Regions from separate parts of the Mus musculus genome. Here region 2 is linked to region 1. A link is a contact called in public promoter capture Hi-C data. All regions are on one chromosome and are shown on one strand. Each heading gives the region's core, a stretch centred on a gene start, on an enhancer-like site or on the middle of the called end of the contact. The rest is flanking DNA. Distances are from core to core; before and after follow the strand shown. Region 1 holds the start of Secisbp2 (SECIS binding protein 2). Region 2 has its middle 7.0 kb from the start of Gm40948.

The links. Promoter capture Hi-C pulls out the DNA fragments that hold promoters and counts their contacts.
Region 2: a promoter capture Hi-C map of the HPC-7 cell line shows a contact between it and region 1, with 2.5 times the contacts expected there. The contact joins the enhancer-like site here to the promoter of Secisbp2 in region 1. A contact is called at or near these places in 3 of 39 promoter capture datasets (the C10 cell line, the HPC-7 cell line and pre-B cells), 1 of 484 Hi-C or Micro-C datasets (the HPC-7 cell line), 3 of 115 datasets of contacts at active chromatin or transcription factors (effector CD8 T cells, memory CD8 T cells and pancreatic cancer cells) and 1 of 9 other capture datasets (liver).

The regions. Positions count from the first base shown.
Region 1 is chr13:51,648,280-51,655,625 of GRCm38.p6, forward strand. It overlaps Secisbp2 (SECIS binding protein 2), which reads left to right and starts at 3,429. Exons shown (of 17, transcript NM_029279.2): 1 at 3,429-3,541; 2 at 4,328-4,476; 3 at 6,107-6,356; 4 at 6,820-6,961. The coding sequence starts at 3,506. Cks2 (CDC28 protein kinase regulatory subunit 2) reads left to right here. Exons shown (of 3, transcript NM_025415.3): 2 at 1,306-1,433; 3 at 2,058-2,383. The coding sequence ends at 2,110. It overlaps Gm22806 (a small nucleolar RNA gene), which reads left to right; the gene lies at 1-55.
Region 2 is chr13:52,072,936-52,080,281 of GRCm38.p6, forward strand. No RefSeq gene overlaps it. Among named protein-coding and RNA genes, the nearest start is that of Gm40948, 7.0 kb to the right of the region's middle. Within about 2 kb of position 5,841, at least 114 of the 459 cell types and tissues checked have an H3K27ac peak or open chromatin away from gene starts, as enhancers often do. A contact at or near this core is called in the HPC-7 cell line, effector CD8 T cells and memory CD8 T cells, where this site is marked.

The DNA of each region.
Region 1 (7,346 bases), core at 2,179-4,678:
TGGCCATTGCAGAAATTTGTAAGTCTAATGGTCAATTCATTAGAAAGAAACACCTGGATGGATGTTGTACCCAATTCTGTAATTGTAGCACTTGGGAGCCTAAGGCAAAAAGATAGTTTGAGGCCAGTTTCCACTGCAGCATGATAAGGAGTGGGGGCGGGTCTCAAAGAAACAGCTGAGTCATTAGTGATAGATATGGCTAAGTCTCCATGAGATTCTAAGATTTCTGTATAATACTTATACATTACTGGTTTAGCTTAATTGTTCATTAAATTATATGTTAGATCCATTAGTAGGAAAAAAAGATTACTGGGGGGTGGGGGGGAGCCCGGTGTGGTGGCGCACGCCTTTAATCCCAGCACAGAGGCAGGCGTATTTCTGAATTCGAGGCCAGCCTAGTCTACAAAGTGAGTTCCAGGACAGCCAGGGCTATACAGAGAAACCCTGTCTTTGGGGGGAAAAAAAGATTAGTGTGGGTTTTCCACAGAAAGGAAAAATTGTGTTGATAATGGCTTGATACTAAAGACTTAAGTGCTTCCTAACGTTCTGGAAATGCACTTTACTGGGAAACCAACGGTCACATGAAGTTCCAAAGGCATATTTTTGCTTTTAATTTGGAGCGTGAAGCAAACTGGAATATATACAAGTACTACAGATTTAGTATTGAATAACAGGGAACACATTAACTTAGTTTGGTTCCCCCCCCTCCAAGCCCCAGTACTAAAAGTTTAGTAATCTCAGGTTGAGGTGACAACTAATTCTGGGACTAGGCTCCTTACTCTTACATATAAGTTACATATAACTCCCTTTTAGACTGCCTCTGACTTTCTCTTGCTGTTCTAGCTATCCTAATACCACCAGTCTATTTAACAGGAGAGAATATTTTTTTACTTGGGTATGGTCTTGCTCTTTGAGTATACTTTCCAGTACATGAATATTTTCTACCTATATCCTATAGACCAAGAGTTGCTTCATGACTTTTTAGATTTTAAGGTCCTATTCCTAGAAGATAGCTCAATAACAAGTATTCTGCTAGAAATTTACCCCTACAGAATAAAATGCCTTTCATTTTTGTGCAACTTATATTGGCCTAATACTTTAACATAAACCATCAAAAGCCAGAAGTATATGCTATAAGTATAGATCGATACAGATAATATTGTAGTGTAGAGTTGCTTTAGAGAATTTAGTTTGTTTTGAGGATAAAAACCCTTCACAATTTCAAGTATCTCAAAGGTAAGGTTCCTGTATAAAGTGATGTTGGTGGGAAAGATGGCACTAATCTTTGGCTGAATATTTTAATAGGCATGTCATGTTACCCAGAGAACTCTCTAAACAAGTACCCAAAACTCATCTGATGTCCGAAGAGGAGTGGAGGAGACTTGGTGTCCAACAGAGTCTAGGATGGGTTCATTACATGATTCATGAGCCAGGTAAGCTTTGCTGTAAAGGAAAGTGATGTTGTTCCTTCTACCTGCAAAAGTGACTCACTTAGTATAAAACAGGTGCCAAAATCCTGCACATATATAGAAATTGTTGCTACCTTTTTATACTTAAAAGGTGGCATTGTTAAACTGGAGTCTTCCTTGGAATTATGGCACATATCTTTAGGAGCTCAGAAATCCTTCCTATCAATAGGAAAGCAGAAGTGCTATAGATGCTGGCCTTCATCCCGTTGAATGAGGAAGCTTTGGGTGGACTCTCTGAGTTTAATCTTTTAAGCCCCCACCCCCCCCCCTCACCCCCCAGAGATCTGGTTTGACTAGAACAACCCTTTCTTAGCTAAGTGTGTATGGCATCAATTTATTTATTTGGATGTGAATTAGCCTGAGATCCAGCAGCTGACTTGAATTAGCTGTTCTTTTTTCAAAGAGATTACATTTCTCTTCACTGAAAATGATTTTGCAGGTAGAAATTATTTTCCAGAGTCGGTCAAAGGATAAAATGGTAGAACAATGCTATTATACGAGTTTGTCCGCATTTACTATTTATTACACCGACAATTCATTTTGAATACTTCAAATAGTGACATGGAACTTAATATTTTCTTTCCACAGAACCGCATATTCTTCTCTTTAGACGACCTCTTCCAAAAGAACAACAAAAATGAAGTGCAGCTGGGATCATCTAATCTTTTTCAAATTTAATGTATATGTGTATATAAGGTAGTATTCAGTGAATACTTGAAAAGTGTACAAACCTTTCATCCATACCTGTGCATGCGCTGTATTCTTCACAGCAACAGAGCTCAGTCAAATGCAACTGCAAGTAGGGTTGTTTTAAGTTGTTCAAGATAGTTTCTTGTAGTTTTTTCTTAATATAAATGCCTGTTTTATTTTACCTGTTTTGTTAAATAAAGTTTGTATATTGCATTTATATCACCATTGTTGAAATTAATTTGACTTGATTATTTTTACCCCTGGGGAAAATAAACATACTTGAAAAAGAAATATAAGAAAATAAACATACTTGAAAAAGAAATATTAAGCTCCAAATGAGGATATTACAGCTTTATTGCCAGTTTACTTCCTAAATAACTTTGGATTCTGCAAGTGAACAGAAAAACCCACCGCTTGATAGTGTCCACAAGTCTACAAAAAGTCTAGTGGTTTCAGAGAAAAGTATCTTAAAAGTTCAGGTGCCACATTCGTGCATCTTGTGTGAACCAAGAAATTAAGCACACATCAGTGGATAGCCATAAAAAAAAGTATGAGTGGCCAGAAACAAGACTGTAGTTAGACATTAGCAGGGGTGATTTCTCATTGAACACAGTAAACACTACAGAGCCACAGCCTTCCATGTGTGGGATACACTAGACCTAACAGGGCTACTGACCATGAACTGGCACTGGTGTCTTGCTTGAAAAAAAGGGCTGGTGTTTAATTCTAACCCTACAGACTGACTCCAAGGCCTGTTTGCCAAATGCCCCCACATTGCAGGCGACCTTTTTCTGTCCTTCGACCTGTTTCTGTGCTCTTGGTTTCATTTTGGAGTTGTGTTTTGCGAGAGCTTCCTGTTGTCCAGGCCCCAGCAGAAGTCTCACATAGCTAAACATTTGACTCCTCTTAGTTCCAAGGTTCTTCATCTGCCTGCAGGCACCCGCCATGACATCCTACTAGAAACTCCACAGGAGCAGATGCTCCTGGAAGCTCACCACTGAGCAGGTCTGCCGGCCTCACTCTTACTAGGAGTCTCCCTCCTGCACTGCATCAGTGCGGGCGCCCAGAGCCTGGCCTCCCCTAGTGTCACATCACCAAGCCCGCCCCACGTAAGAGCTCAGCCGCGCCCTTCCTGGCCCACCACAAGCCACCCCCTAGAGCTGTCGCTGCCCCAGTCTTCCACGTGCGGCTCCGGAGGCCCGGGACGCCGAGCACTTCCGGCAGGGAAGGCCTCCGTCGCGCCTCGGTGACGTACGTCCTGGCGCCGCCGCGCAGGAAGGCGGAAACGCTGAGTCGTTGGTTAGGCGCGCCGCTAGCTTCACGGCGCGGGCTCTTCCGTGGCCGCCATGGCGTCGGAGCGGCCGCGGGAGCCGGACGGCGAGGTAAGGGGCGGGCTGCGGGTCTAGGCACACGCGCGGGGCCGCCGGGCCTGAGGTTCGGGGATGGGGGGCTTGACCACCCTCTCACGGTTCGGCCAGCGAAATGATAACACATAGGCTACCTACGGCCTCGGGCACCTCGCACCCGCGTCCGCGCCTGCCATGACCGCTAGATGGCGCGCCGGCCGTCCCAGAAATCCACTCTAAATTGGCCAAACGCGGTGATAAAAGTTGTCAGAATAACCCATACTCTGCGTTCCAAGGGCTCATGGCTGTGGGATGATTTTTCTCTCAGAGGTTCCGTGTGGTTTACTAACTACAGATGAAATATGTGGTGATTTTTGTTGAGAAGTTAGATGGCAATAAATGTCAGCGGTGTGTTTTACATAATAACTTTGAGCGTCCTTTGGGTATAGTTTAGCGACACTAGGTACAGGGTTCTTATATATCTCATGTATAAAGATGGAAGAGGTAAAAATAACTATCTTCAAGTTTAAATCCTCAGAAGCATTCCGAGTTGTGGTTCTTGTTATATAACAAGGTTGGGGTTTCCTTCGACTTTAATTCATTGTCCTTTTTTCACATGTAAGGTCCAGTAACCTTTTTTTTTTTTTTAATAATAAAAACATCAGGGAGATATTGTTGCCAAACACATTTTTGTCTTTGCACTGCACCTTTGTAATCACCAATGGGCCTATCAGAATGGCGCACCTTTCTTGTGGTTTGTATTTGATGGCATTTGGCGAATCTCAGGAGCGTTAAAGCCCATCCCCACCCTCTCATCCTCAGGATAGCATCAAGTTGTCAGCTGATGTCAAACCATTCGTCCCTAAGTTTGCTGGGCTCAACGTGGCGTGGTCAGAGTCCTCAGAGACACGTGTCTTCCCAGGCTGTGCGGCCACCTACTATCCATTTGTACAGGAACCACCAGCAGCTGAGTATGTATTTTCTCGATGCCTTGCCTCATGCAGAGGGTTTCTCTCCCAGAGGTAGTGATTAGAGCCTCACACACTGAAACATACATAACATCTTACAGGACGGCTTGCAGGTGAGGAAAGGAGGCTCTTCAACCAGCAAAGATTGGGCTCTGTAGCCTGACTAAATTCTGTGCAAAAACTTCATCCAGGAAGGGACCGACACTACGGAACTTAGAAAGTACAGTTGCAGGGTCATTTGTTTACAGTTGATACTGGTTCACGCGTGTAGGGACTGAGGATGCTGCTTTGCCATTTGTCAGGCCCTGGGCTTGATCTTCAGAGCTACCAAAGCAAGACAGAACCAAACAAATTCACATTTGTATTGGGAAAAGAAACGGCAAGAAGGAAGGGTAAATGGGAAAAGGACAGATGGATGAAGGATCAGATAGATAACATGCCAGGCTGGACAACTTAGCGAGACCCTGTCTCCAGTGACAGAGCTCCGTGGTGCAGCTCTTTCTGTCAAACACAAGGCCTCAGGGTCAATCCCCAGTCTACTGAATAATTACCAAGGTGCCCATCTTTTACGGCTCCTGGCCTCCGTGGTGTGCAGGATCCTCTTTGTACTCTGGCCTTCTGGGCAGCATAGTGCAGGATGTGAGGGGCTGAAAGGGCAGGACTGGAGGAAGACTGTGCAGGCTGTAGTGCAACTCCTCAGCCAAGGGAATGGCCTTTCGGCTGTTGTGTCTAGGTTGCTGAGACACTGTCAGGTACTAAACCAGCAGTCGGCTGCAAAACTGTGGGAGCATGCCCTTGCTGTGCTGCCATGGCATCTGAACTTACTTTTTACTTGAGATTACCTTTTCTGTGGTGCCATAGGAGGAAGCCACGGCCTTGTGCGTTTTATGAAGGCTATCTACCGTTGAGCTCTGTTACCCTGGTCCTAGTTCATTCGTTCAACTCTATCAGTAGCCAGGCAGTTTTGGCCCACACCTTTAATCCTGGCACTTGGGAGACAGAGGCAGGCGGATTTCTGCGTTCGAGGCCAGCCTGGTCTACAGAGTGAGTTCCAGGACAGCCAGGGCTACACAGAGAAACCCTGTCTCGGAAAAAAAAAAATCAGCAGTATTCTTTGCAGGAAGAAAAAAAGAGGTCCTGTTTGGATGGGTGGGTGGGTGGGTGGGTAGGTGGGTGTGCGTGCATATGTGGGGGGGGTATGTGTGGTAAATGCACATGTGTGCACTTGCATGCGGAAGCCTGTGGCAGAAGTTGGGTCTTTCCTCAATTGTTCTTTTATTCTTTGAGAAGCAGTCTCACTGAAGCTCAAGTCCCTCAGTCAGCGAGACTGGCAGGCCAGTGACCTTCAAGGACCTGCGCTCCCCCTCTGGTTGGAGTCCCAGAGCGCACTGCCGTGCACTGCTTATCACACTGGCTCTGGAGCCCAAACTTAGGGCCTTGCGCTTATGTGCCAGGCAGGCGCTTTACTAACAGAGCCAGCTCTCTAGCCCTCATTTGGTTGTTGATAGGGGAGTTTCCAATGCGAAAGTAAGTGATCCTTAAAAGAAAATATTAAAAAGTTTAAATTAGCGTCTTAAAAATAATGTTCTTGATTTGTGTTATGAAATCTGCAACTGAAATTTACACTTTTTAGACAGAAAATGTATCCCGAAGACATGGCTTTCGGAGCCCCCACCTTTCCAGCACAGTACGTGTCTTCTGAGATAGCGCTGCATCCTTTTGCCTATCCCACTTACACCCTAGAGTCCGCACAGAGTGTTTGCTCAGTGCCAACCCTGCAGTACGACTACAGCCAAGCACGGTGTCACCCAGGCTTTCGGACAGCAAAGCCCCGGCATGAGCACGTGTGCCCTCCACCTCAGGAAGCAAAAGGTGTATTTAAGGTGAGGAAGTGCTGCTGCAGGGTGCGGCTCCTCCTCTTAGTCCTTGTTGCCAGTGTCAGAAGTCAGTGTGTCCTCTGATAGCTAAGCACTGCTTACCTTTTGGTGATAGCCTTTTTACAAACGGTTTGGTCTGTTCTTTTCTTAAATGTTTGAATTGTGAATACTTACTGGTTTGCTGTGTTAAAGTTTCATTATCAGAGTTTTGTTTTGTTTGTTTGTTTGATGACTTATTTATTTCATGTATGTGAGTACACTGTCACTGTCTTCAGACACACCAGAAGAGGGCATCAGATCCCATTACAGATGGTTGTGAGCCACCATGTGGTTGCTAGGAATTGAACTTAGAATGTCTGGAAGAGCAGTCAGTGCTTTTAACCTCTGAGCCATCTCTCCAGCCCCAGTAGTAGTTTTCGTGTTTCATAGTTTTGTGTGTGTGTGTTTTTTTTCTAAATCTCTCCTGCAGAAAAAACCCTCTGATGAGAGAAGAGCATGTGAAGAGCAAAAGTCAAGCAGCAGAAGGGCTGACAATGCGGTGCCCTGTGAGGCGAGACCAGCCAGGGGGTCCAGTCACCTGTCCTCTCGAACTGAGAGCAGTTTGAAATCTGGTAAAGCCGACAAATTCTGGTATAATGGCAGGCTGTCCCACTTTCCCGAATCAGTACCATTCCCATGGGCATACTCATCATGACGGCTCCAAGAAATGTGCCTGGAACCTGGCCTAGCTGAGGCCATCAGACCTGGGGTGGGTTGTTAGAGTGTGGTGTGTGTTGCACTGTATAGGCAGAGGTTCCTTAGCCTGTTAGAACCATCACACAGCATGCAGGTGGTAACTTCAAGCTTCACAACCGTAGTCTTTGTACCGCGTGTGTCCATGCTCATTCCTGAACGTGCCTCTTCATTTCGAGGGGACACTGGAAGTAGCACAAAGGTGTAAGTATAGTTAAAGTCCCATGCTGAATGAACCTTGACCTGGGCACTCTGGCTCCCGGA
Region 2 (7,346 bases), core at 4,591-7,090, 430 kb after region 1:
AGCTCCCTCCCGAGTCCCAAACTTGCAGTGGCCTTTTCTGTGGGGTAGCTGGGCTCCCTTCTCCGTTCATTCTCACTTGGAGTTGGCTTTATTACACTTGCTATCAGGATCCCTCAAGGCAGAGGTCCCTCTGTGGAATCCTAATCCCCTACCTCACAGCCTGGTTTAACAGTCATTCACAGATATTCCTTAACAGCCTAGCTTGCTATCTGGGTATTGCTTCTTTAAAAATCGGTTGCTTTGGAAGGACCCAAAGATAGTGGCAGAGGAGTGTGCATGAAAAATTCAGCCTTCTGGCCTTGCTGCTACAGGGGCATGGCTGTATGTATTGTAGAGAACACTTCAGTACTTTTAGGCTGATCTCCTTATAGCACTTGGTTCAGTCTGGTGATGGGGTTGGGTTTGTAAACCTCTAAGAGTTGAAGACAAAAGTTGACATCTATTTTCTGCCCAGCTTCAGGAGGATTCAGGGAGGAGGAACTTGGAGTCCCAGGTTTCAAAAACCATAGCCCAGATGAGACAATTTGTCTTCTGTTTCTATGCTGTGCTAAGAAGAAAGTGAGGAGACTGTCAGAAAGAGGAGAATGGCACCAACAAGGTTGGGGGCTCTGCAGCATACAGGGACTTAGGCTCTAGAAGAGATCTGGTAGAGGGTGGTCCTGGTTAGCTTTAACTGTCAACTTGGCTCAGCCTAGAGCCATCTGAGAGGAACACCTTAAGACTGAGGAATTACTTAGACCAGATGGGCCTGTGGCCAAGTCTATAGGGAACAATCATCTTGATTGTTCTTTGATGCAGGAGGGCCCAGTCCACTATCGGCAGCACCATCCCTACGCAGATGTCCCTGGGCTGTATAAGAAGGCTAGCTAAATAGGGGTCAGTGAAAGAGCCAGAAAGGACATTCCTGTTTGAGTTCCTGCCCTGACTTTTCTCAGTGATAGACAATGACCTGGAAGTGTAAGCCAAACAAACCCTTCCCCCCAACAAATACTTTTTGGTCAGAGTGTTGCATCATAGCAAAGAATGGAATTAGAACAAAAATGGATTCCAAGGAAAGGGTAGAGAAAAGACAATGAGGGTCAGCTAAGCGAGCCAGGATCCCAAGTGAGGACCAGCTTCCCCCATGCTGTGCATGCGCCCAGAGTGTCATCCTGCAACCCAATGACTGTGTGGCAAGCTGGGCAGGTGCTATGATCCAGAGGGACCAGAGCTACAATCAGCACAGAGTTGGGGAGCAGGGTGTGTCACATTCTAGGGGAAGAGGTAAATGTGTCGATGGACCCATTGGGTCTGGTTCCAAATGCTGTTATGGGGTAAAGCGTGAAGAGGAACAAGTAGGTCTAAGGGACTGGCTCTGGGAAGGTGAGCCAGCAGGGAAAGAAAAGAGCAGACACTCTGTGCAGAGGCATGGAGCCATGGGGAGTGATATGCGCCAGAAGCCAGCTGACAAGGTGATTGCCATGTTGTTCCGGGGTTGGGTGGGAGTGGGTTCTGAGATTTATGCTAGAGGAGGTAACTGGAAGGCCAGCACTGCCCTTGGCTGTGACACACCCATCTGGCTTCACATGGGTGTGATTATTTGGAGATATCCATGACACCAAGCTTGAGAGCTCCTTGGGCAGAACAACAGGCTCTACGTACGTACTTGTACAAGATACAGATGTCAGTGCTTTCAGGCTTCGGGATCCTATGACACCAAGCATACCCTACTCAAGTCCTATCTCTGTTGGATCAGAGCCTGGGCCTTGACAGTCCTAACAAACTAGGCTTGGCCTCTTACCCTCAAAAGACCAATTACAGAGAAAAGAAGTGCCTGAGGAGTTAGGAAGTTGGTGAAGAGCTAGCCATGTAAGCATGGGCCCAAGTCCATTCCTTAGCATCCGTGTAAAAATCTACTCATCAACTGCGATCTCGGAGTTTCGGGATGGAGTGGTCAGGGAGGGTAGAGGCAGAACCCTCAGGTCCCCCTGACCAGCCAAGCAAGCCTTACATCCTAGTGAAAGACCCTGTCCCAAAAGATAAAGTGGCTGGCTTCTGAGCAATGATAGCCGAAAGTTGATCTCTGGTCTCCATACATGCATGTGCACATGTATACAGCCACAGAGAACAAGCAGAAGATACAACAGACACGTACCCTCCTACCTGCTGCATGGCTGTACTGCTTGACCAGTTTTGCATTCTGCCATGTCCAATCAGGGCAGTCTGGGGGTGAGGTGGGGTGCAGCTGTGAGCATCTGTTGTCTGGGTCTGGATCTGAATCTTTTAGAAGCTCCTCGTGACTCAGTCTGCCGGGCCCAGTGGCTCTGGGTGGGGCCAGAGGTTGCTCTCTCTCCATAGGGTTCCAGGCATTATTGATGGTGTGGTCAGGGTTGTCATTTTGACACCACCCAGAGCTCAGAGCAGGGGACATTCACGAGGGTAGCAGTATGGGTTTCCTTGTGGGTGGCCTCAGTCCTCACTCCCCCCTCGATGCTATAACCGAGGACCACACACTGGATAGCTTGAAAGGCAACAGCAGTGCACCCTGTTCTCGTCTGGTTGTACGGGCCAGGTGGCTGAAGACTGGGCACCCGCAGGGCTGCAGCGCTCCAACTCAGACCAGTCTCCGAGGAAGCCGTGGTCTTCCATATATGCACGACTCAGCCCATATACAGTTTGAAGCCTCCCGGGAAACTGGGCAGATTAGACAGTTCACCATCACTCGTGGCTGGGAGACTGAGGGGAACTTGGTTTCTCTACTTCCCCTGGAGACCCAGCAACCATCATACCTGAGATGGAGCCTGGTTCCCTGCCAACCTCTCTGGTTGCCTAGGGATACAGACCAGGACTGCACTACACAGAGCAGTGTGTGCTACACACAACAGCTTCCCCACCCCTATCCCTGCCCTCACAGGCATCTCGAGACTTCTGAGAAGGGGACTGAAAGGACCTTGGAGAAAGCATTGGAGCTCCTTTCCAGGGACTCAAAGGGTGAAGACTGTGTACACACACAGCCCTGCCCTGAGCACTCACAGGGCTTATGGCCCAAAAGTAACCATGTAATGGATCTAATAACCCAGTGTGCTATGTTCTGTCTTCTTGCCTTGGTCACTATGTTAGTCTTGAGTAAGGGCTGCCATTACCAGATACCTGAAGCCTCATGGAATCAACGGCAGGGATTTAACAAGGCAGAGGGAGGGAATGATGGAATGAAGGAGGAAGGGATATACAGAAAGAGGGAGGGGAGGAGGGAGAGGAGGACTGGTGGAGCCAAGCAGTCAGATCACAGTATAAATATACAATGGAACAATCAAGCCTGAAAGTTAGGTTGCACTCACGTTCTTTAGAGAACTTGACGTCTTGCTAGACCCATGATGGACAGAGGCCTGGAGAACCTCTATAGTCTGCTTCTAGTCTGATATCTTCCGCCTTCACTCCATCTCTCTTCCCTGTCATGAAGGACCTCATGAGCACATCCATGTTCTGTTCCTACTTTGGTGTTTCTTGGCCACCCAATGAGTCACTGTTAGGTGTGCCCACTGTGACAATGGACTGGGAAAGATCTGATCAGGCCAGATGCAGTCATGAAGAGTTCTGTGGGGTGCCTGTTTGGAAGGATGGGACGTTATAGCTGTGAACACATACACACCCCCAGGATCGCCATCATCCGTGCGTTTCCCACAAGCTCTCAGGATGCTTTCCTTAGCATACGAGGGAGGGCAGAGAGCACATACACTCCTCTGCATTTCATGTGTGTGTGTGTGTGTGTGTGTGTGTGTGTGTGTGTGTGTGTGCGTGCACAGGAAAGTCAGTTTATAACCTCCACGTGACCTCCCTTCAGCACCTGACTGAGATATGGCTTAGAAGCCTCAGAGCGCCAGCTTCCTAAAGAAGTAAGTACAAGTGCTAACCAGGAGATGATGTCTCTAGAGAGGACCTTGCAGGACCTGAACACCATCCTCAGAGCAAAAAACAGGCAGAGAAGGGTGTACGTCTGAAATGTCCCAGGTGCTGCTCTCTGTGGAATCAGTTCCCAAGAGCAGGCAGGATTCTCCTAACGCCCAAGGCCTCCCCTGCTCTCACAGGGAAAAATGAAGCTATTCTCCCAGGGCCTTAGGAGTTGACGAGGTGTGGGGGTGCTCCCTTACTTTCCCGGGCTCTCAGGGAAGAGATCTGCAGAAACAGCAGCCCCTGAAGGCCTTAGCAACTCTCTTAAGTAATTCACAGCTTTGGGGCCCTAAGTGATGCAGGAGTCTCTTAGCGTCCACTTAGTGACACACAGGTCCTTCTATGCTATGTGAGATATTAAGACAGCCACTCAGAGGGAGTCTGAACTGGGTCAAGATGGTAGCTTGAGGAAGAGGTCCACAAGTTTAACATAGGCTGGTCTCTGCATGTATATAACCAAGGGAAGCTATGTCTCAAAGCTCTGGTGTAGATAAAGTGCCTCCAGACAGGTCCTGAGCTCACCTCTTGCTCTCCTGTAGCTGTGGCAAACCATTTGATGTAGAAGTCATCGGGCCAACAGAGCCCTGGCATACCACAGGGACAGGTGACTGCTTGGTGACAGCATGGAGCAGACTCTCCATCCCAGCTCACCTCTGAGATAAGTGAGATTTGACCTATCCACTGGTTTTCTGTGCATGAACTCAGTCCTCTAGGTTGCTAGAGAGGAAATCTGGGGACCCTGGTATTTGAGATGGTAAAGGTATTAGTTAGGAGGAAGCTGCTTTTCAAAAACAGAAATGAATTTGGGGGGTGGGGCAGGGATGGCAGAACTAGATTTCTATGAAGAAGGTGGTGTGGGCTGGTGTTACTGGATCCTGTGAGAACCTGTCTGGTGGGAGGCTGTGCCTATTCAGGAATTTTGGTGTGACTCTGCAGCACTGCAGGCTTCCAGGGTGTGATTTCCTACACTCTGAGCAGCAGATACAGGAGGAATGCCAACTTGAGAGGGGAGGAGCCTGCAGTATCTGTGTAACGTGTGAGGGAGCCGATTTCCTTGTAAGAGCATCTGCAGATCCAGACTCTTGCATCCCCTTGTCTGTGCCAACAAATACCCCAGATTCTGATCATACGATCACGAGTGGACACAGAGGCCGGTTTGGAGGTGGCTTCCACTCCATGGTCAGCTGTCTTCCGGCCATGGGACTGGGATGTCTGATAATACTTGGCTTCTTGGCACACCCAAAAGTCCATGCGGTTGCTATGCATAGGTGTTTTGACCACTGACACATCCTACATTATAAGAAAGGGGAAAACAGACAATTGTTTGACACCCTGGTTCTACCCCAGGTTTTTTTCTTCTGTCAATGCTGTGCCTGTGCAGAGAGCACAGTCAATTTTCCTGGTTCTTTCTTAATGACTACATTTTTTTTAGAAGAATTTATTTATTTCTGTGTGTGGTGTCCGTATCTGTGTGAACCTATGTGCATGCATGTGTGTGTGACATGTACATGTGCAGAGGCCAGAAGAAAGAAGGCATTGCATCCCTCAGAGCTGGAGTTACAAATGTTTGCCAACCTTGTTACATGGGGGCTGGGGTCCCAATGCTGGTTCCCATGACTGGACATCCAGTGCTCTAAGCCATCTGTCCAGTCCTAATGACTACAGATTGGTGACAGCAATTCAGAAGGTTCCCCAGGAAACGTTGCCTTCAAACCTTATGCCTGTAACTGTATCGATGCATTATTAAGCTGGTTTGTGACATCTGACCAGCCTTTAATAAACTAGTGGTGTAGGATGGTGCTGTGGTTGGAATATGAAATGTTTCCCACGGGCACATGTGTCTTGGACACGTGGTCCCCAGCTGGTGGTTCTGTTTGGGGGAGGTTGTGGGACCTTTTGAAGGTGGAGCCTCTTTCAAGGAAGTGAGTCGCTCTGGGTGGGCCCTGGGGTTTTACAGACCAGTTCCACTTCCTGCCCTGTCTCTGTTTCCTGGTCTATCAAGATAGGAGCAAACGGCCCCCTGCCTCTCCTGACAAACTCTTCTTCCCCCCTAGAACAATGATCAAAAAATTCCTCAAACCAGCAGCTGAAATAGAGCCTTCCTCCTTTGAGTTGTGTTTTGTCAGTGATTTGACCACAGCAGTGAGGTAGAAATGGGGGAGCACAGTAACTCCTGTGTTGCTTGGTCATTGCATTTAAACCAAGCCCCAGGATATCACACATCCCAACCAGGCCTAGATGGTTAGGCTGGGACAGCCCAGCCTCTCCCTGCTACATCACATCTCACCTCCGATTCCAGTCCTCACCTAAAGCCTTCTGCTTCTCATAACATGAGGATAATTCTCCATCATTCCTGAGCTTGTAAACCGCCTGTCTCTCTTGCTCTGCGGTCCATGCCCAGATATCTTCTCAGAAATCTCTCTCCACCCAGCCTGCTCTACTGTCCTCTGAGGCATTCACCACTCCTGGACAGAGCACTATCCTTACGCTGAGCTTGGTTAGGGTTCTTTTTCCCCTTTAGACTATTTCCCTTACTTCTTACTTCCTTCATCTGGTCAAGTGCCTGTCATCTAGAACTGTGACTGACATGCAGCAGGCAATACATATTTGTCATCAGCAAAGAAACAAGGGGGAAAGAAAATCAGCGACCATCCTCACTCAAGTCGTTGAGTTGTGATGTCACGACCTGAACCCGGTGCTTGGGTCAGAGTGACAGTTATCAGCTCCCATGTCGCTTCACACTCCTGGGTTTCCAGGCTATTCTTTACTTCCTGAAGTATCTAGTTAGTCTTCCAGGCACAGAGAAATCTATCTTGTGTCTCAAAGCGAGCTGGAGTTTCTGAGGTAGGGATTCTGGCACTTTGGACAGCTGAAACTGCAAGTGTGTTTGCTTCTCTGAGTACAGCTGTGTGGAATTGAGCTGGGAATGCAGCCTGCAACCATGCCGGGGCCAGTGAACCACAAGAGAACTGTGCAGGCAGCAGCCCCCATGTGTCTTTGTGGTCGCAGTATCCTGCGTTTCAGAGTCCGATGTTCCTTTTCTGCACCTCATGGGAGAAGCATTTCAAATACGAGCTGGATACTTTCCAAGCCTTGCATTCTTTGGGATTCCCGTAGCCCAGTTTTAGATCTCTGCGAGCTTCCCTTTTTGGGATGGATCTAGGGACAGGAGTTCCTGCATGCCAGGAGCAGTTGTGTGTCACGGCGGAAATATTTATCCCATGCCGGTTTAATAATAGAAGCCTTGCACATCCACAGAGCTGGCGGCTAAACTTAGCTGCTGTTCTCACAGCTTGCTCCTGGAAGATGAGCTTGTCCACCTGGAAGGGGCTGGGGCAGAAGCATCTACGGAATGTACTTAGGATCCCCAGACCACTTCGGGCAGAACCAGAGCTTGTTTCCCACCGTGGCAGGGCCCA